Linked DNA regions of Danio rerio: region 1 is linked to region 2. A link is a contact called in public HiChIP or PLAC-seq data. All regions are on one chromosome and are shown on one strand. Each heading gives the region's core, a stretch centred on a gene start, on an enhancer-like site or on the middle of the called end of the contact. The rest is flanking DNA. Distances are from core to core; before and after follow the strand shown.

Evidence for each region. HiChIP or PLAC-seq counts read pairs in DNA pulled down with a chosen protein or histone mark.
Region 1: an H3K4me3 HiChIP or PLAC-seq map of embryo shows a contact between it and region 2, with 4 times the contacts expected there. The contact joins the promoter of dcbld2 here to the promoter of LOC101885868 in region 2. A contact is called at or near these places in 1 of 18 Hi-C or Micro-C datasets (embryo) and 1 of 4 datasets of contacts at active chromatin or transcription factors (embryo).

Annotation. Positions count from the first base shown.
Region 1 is chr9:31,727,207-31,729,906 of GRCz12tu, reverse strand. It overlaps dcbld2 (discoidin, CUB and LCCL domain containing 2), which reads left to right and starts at 1,353. Exons shown (of 15, transcript NM_001080171.2): 1 at 1,353-1,667. The coding sequence starts at 1,562.
Region 2 is chr9:31,379,188-31,381,887 of GRCz12tu, reverse strand. It overlaps LOC101885868, which reads left to right and starts at 1,368. Exons shown (of 3, transcript XR_002459518.3): 1 at 1,368-1,428; 2 at 1,530-2,700.

The DNA.
Region 1 (2,700 bases), core at 104-2,603, 350 kb before region 2:
TTATTCCAGTCGAAATAAAACACATAAGACTTTCTCCAGAAGAAAAATATTATCAGACATACTGTGAAAATTTCCTTGCTCTGTTAAACATCCTTTGGGAAATATTTAATAAAGAGAAAAAAAATTCAAAGGGGGACTAATAATTCTGACTTCAACTGTAATTCTGTGAGCTGAGATGCATATTTTGACACTATACACTCTTACACACTCACAGACACACATAAACACACATTAATTTGCTGTTATACTCCATACAAAATGTAATGTTTTGTAAATGTATTTTTTTTCTAAAGGGTTAATGGTGCCAACTGATGATCAACAGTAAAATGACAAATTTGACCTCTTCTCAACAGGGAAAACCACCAACAATCAAACATGCATGATCATATGATGTCATAGTTTTGTAATAAAAAATGTTTTTAATGGAATCAATGGGCAAAACAGCCACCAACAGTAAATTGGGGAGAAAAAATGAAAATGAATCGTAAAAGAAAACGTGAAAGGCTATGTTGTTTCACATGTCCAAGACTTTGATAAAAGGTTAAAAATCCAGTTCAAATTACTTTTTTATATTGAAAATATGTGATTTAGTGGGTGTTTTTTTTTCACCAAATCAGTGCATTCATTTATGAATTTGTCAATTAAAGAGTTAAAAAAACTTTCTAAACAATTTAGTAGTTTTTATCAGGACTGAGGTTGATTAACAGATTTGAAAAAAAAAAACTTTTATCTGATGCATTTTTTACAGCAGTTTTCATCCCTAACATAACAAAGGGTAGTAAATTTGCTCAAAGTGTATTGTTAAGTTTTTTTTTTTTATGTCAAAGCATTTCTCAAAATATGTGTTGAATAAGAGTTGTCCGCAAAAATCATTCTGCTATCTGAAACAGAGAAAATGTTATGGCCAAATTAAGACACAAAATTACCCCAGAGTGGATAAAAACATCCCCAACAGTACACAAGGGTAAATGCTTATTTTATTACAATAACAAATTGTAACAATAATGTAATAATATGATAATAACTTTATTATTATTTTATTTGTATTATTATTTATTTATATTATTTTGATAATTATCATTTTGTTGTTGCCACATTATTTACAAGGACATTTACAAGTTTTTGCAAAATTGCTGTAACGTTAGGCTATAAACTGTCAGCTATCTTGTTAATGACATTAATATTCATAGTTTACGTTTTCTCAATTTTTTTCCAAATAATTCTAACATCTTGTTTCGAGTATATATATATTAGTCTACAGCAAAACAAAAACTCCACTGAATCTCCTAATCCACAACAATGTATGGAATACCACAGAATTCCCATCTAGGGGCCGCTGTGCGGTGGGAGGAGCGGAAGTTGAGGAAGTCGTGTAATATATCAGGGGATGAAGAGCCCGTGTTTGTTCTAACGGTGCACCGCTTCAAGAGTTCAGGAAGCGTCAACAAAACCTTCCCGATACTAAACTCACGCTGACCCGCGCGCTCTTATAAGGACCGTGACGCGCGCGCGGCCGATCGGGACACTTTAGCATTATGCATTCGGACTGCAGGCTGCTGGGATGGACGCGTCGGTAATGGTGGGCAGAGGAACCGGAGGGGCTGCGCTCTTCATCCTGATCGTCTTCATCGTACTACTAGGTGCCAGAAGCTCACGGGCGCAGAAGGGTACGTGATCCTTCAACGGAGTGGCTAAAGTTTTTAAGACTAAGTTAAACTTCTCTTAAATTGCTTTAATAGCTCTGGGTTTGGGATTCAGTGCGGTTTCAAAACAAACTCTCCTTAAGTGTGATGGTTAAAGATCCGGGCAGTTAAATGAAAGATTGTAGGTTCAAATCTTGGTTCAATTCGACCAAGACACTTGACCACACTAATTAAACAAGCCACGTAACTCTCTGGGCTAACCCAGTAACACGTTCACTGGGTAAACAAACACCTCGCTTTAATAGAGGAGTTTGTGCGCGTGCATTCTAACCTTGTTGCTGTGCTACAGCTGAAGCAACAGAGGAACGTGATGACGCAACGCCTGACATGGGCCCCGCGCTGCCCCCTCTGCTTTCCCAAATATGTAGCGAGTTCATGTGCTGTCCAGTGTCAAACTGTTCATCACAGAAACAAGTAGTGGCCCACACTTACTGTACTTTAATCTGAGATGAATTCAGTTAGTAACAAATTATAAATATTTGGGTGTGATGTTGGTCAATAAACTTAAGTGGGATGTATGGACTGACAGTATAAGGAAAAACTGAAAATGTACTTCTTAAAGCACTACAAAGCACATTGTTGATCATGCTTTATAGTGCTTTTATCAAAAGTATTTAAACATTTTGTGTGATCTGTTGGTATGGAAATGATTCTGAGGCCCAGAAAGTGGTCACTGGGGAAGGTAACAACAGCCAGTAAGTTGTTGGGAATAAAACTAAAGAGCACTGAAAGTATATACACAAAGAAAGAGTACTAAATAAGTCTATCATGATTGTCAATGATGAGATATATCCTTTATCAAACACCTTCCAATTGTTATCATCAGGTCATTGATCTTGTGTTCCAAAATGTGTAAGAAATAGGACAAAATTATTATTTATACCTTAAGCAATTGAGTTTTTCTAGTCCTTCTTAGTAGCAATTGATGACCAGTAGACTGGATAATTATTTAGAGTAGGGGTACCATGTTTTTTATATGATTTATATATATATATAT
Region 2 (2,700 bases), core at 119-2,618:
TTTTACTTCCGTTTAACATAAAATAAGATGTTTTGAGGAAAGCTGGAAACCTGTAACCACTGACTTCCATGGTATTTGTTTTGTCTACTACTAAAGTCAATGGTTACAGGTTTTAAGCTTTTTTCAAAATATCTCCTTTAGTGTTCAACAGAAAATGAAACTCATATGTTTGAAACAAACCTTTGTAAGACTGTGGATTTTTATTATCTGAAGAATAAACAGATGACATTTTGCCACAAGATATCAAAGTGTAAATATCAGTGTGTTTGTGATAATTATGATAATAAAATAATGTGATAAGTAGTTTGCAGTATTAAGCAGAATAACAATCTGGATTTGTACAACTAAAATAATATCAGGGCTCAACAATAAGGACTGCCCAATGGCCCAGGGCCAGCATGGGAGACGCTTGGGACAGTAAGAGAGGATCATTACTGGCCCGATCGCCGTCAATTTGGCAAGTCAGCCACCTTTTGTTAAATAATTTCGAACTTCAATAAAATTCCAGCACATTTTCCATATAACTTTTTTCGTTTGCATAATTTCTGTGAAAATTTTGCCAGGCCAAGTAAAAATCTGAATCATTGGCCCAATCGGACCGGTAGAAAAAATCCTTAGTGTTGAACACTGAATATTCATTAACCAATAATACCCAACACATGGAGATGCTGATTAGGGACGAGCTTGAGAAACGTCACCAGTTTCTAAGACTCAGAAAGAATAACAAAACAGAAGAGAAGACTGAGGAAATCAAAAGAGATTTCCTTTGTTTCAAAGGAAAAGAAAGCTAAAGATGCATAATTTTTACAGGTATTGGAGCATGTTTAAAGTGCACTAATTTTGAAGCTTTTGTTTTATTTATTGAAAATAATTAAATGACAATGTATAATCTGCATTTCTTTCAGTTAAACTATAAGACCATATGAATAGGATTGTATAGTTTCAAATGTTTGTGCTGTTTTGAACTGAAACTCATCTCAGCATCACTGACTCTTTAGTGTTTCTCAGGTGATCGGATGCCATTTTTGCACTTCTGGTCAGTGTGTAAAGAAGATGTGGAAAACTGTTGAATACAGTGAGTTCATCAACATATTCAGCTCTGCCATGAGAGTAACTTGTCTTATTTCATGTAATAGGACAATATATTTAATGTTTCTATGGTAACAGATATGTTTTGAACCACATTGTGAAGTGTATTATATATTATAGCATTTACAACACTTTGTTAATGAATGCTGTAACTGCCCATGATTTAATGTACTCGCTTTGCTTGCCCTAATTGGAGTCACCACAGGAGGGCGCTCTAGACTAATAGGATTTAAGTGAGACAAAGCAGAGTAAGAGCAATTCACGTTTGTTCATGAGCTAACAGGTACAGCTCGGAAGAATGCCTTGAGCTTTTAGTGTCCCTTCGGCAAGCAGAGCGAGGTATGTTTTGTTTATTGTTTGATTTATTTGGAAAATGTTAGATGTTTTGTAAATGTTTGTTGTTTATTTTTCTATGTTGTTTGTTTGTTTGTTTTCTCTAGTTTTACGGTGCTTTGGTGCTTTTGGTGCCTTTGGTCTTTTGATGCTTCTGTGTATACAACAAAGAACTGAGACGATGATTTATGTGATGAGCTTTATTGCATCCAAGTAAACCTTTTTAAATGCACCCGTCAAAAACTCTCTGCCTATTCTTTGAAAGCTGAAGGGCTGCTACAGTAAAACTCGCTGCTACACATGGCGTTTGCATCACGTTGGTGATTCATCACATGAGTGTCATGTAACAAGCCTTCATCTCGTCTGTGGCACTGCATGGTATCTACAACAGACTGAATCTACACTAGGACGGCGACTTTACACGGTTAACTGGGAAAACTCTTCATGAAAGACTGAAAGGTGACTGCAAACAAACGTTGTGGACTCAGAGGTACAAGAAAAGGAAAAATATTTATCTATTTATTACTTTTGGGATAATTGCAATTTTTAAAGAAAAAAAAGGATTTATATTTGTATGCTTTGTTGAATTTGTATGCAGTAATTGAAGTTTGAGAATGAGGAGTGACTAATGATTTAAGTGCTCATGTTTCAAGGTGTTTGTGTAATGTTGGGCTTATATTCATGATGCATGTATTAGACAAATGTTTGCAATTTTTAAAGTGCTTAAAATCTTAAGAGTTTATACTGTTGTTGCACATGTGATTTTGACTTATTACCTTTGCTATAATATTTTAGGTGTTTAAATTTGTCTGATGTAAGCAGGTTGCTGATTTAAGTTGTAGACAGACAAAATGGACGACACAGCGGAGCAAATGGCGGCACAAGCAAGTCAAAGGTCAGTTCTTGATAAAGATCTGAATAGTACAACAGAAATGCAACAGGTTAGATCAAGATCAAGCTCTCGAAAAAGAAATCCCACAGAAAAGGGTTTAGAAATGCAAAAACAAGAGACAAAAAAGCACGAGAAAGCCTTTAATAAAGCTTATACTTCCTGGAAGCAGACAGCTAAAGAAATTAGATGTAAATTAAAAGCCTTATGCACATGTGAAGAGCTTGAGCAAATTTTGAAAGACATTCAAACTAGTCAGGATGTTGTCACTCAACATTATGCCCCATTTCTGCGTAATCAAACTGCTACTCCAGAGATTGTAAGAAGAGTAGATGTTTGTTCCATATTGAGTACAGAAATTTGTGATTTGGTGAGCAAACGAATAGAAA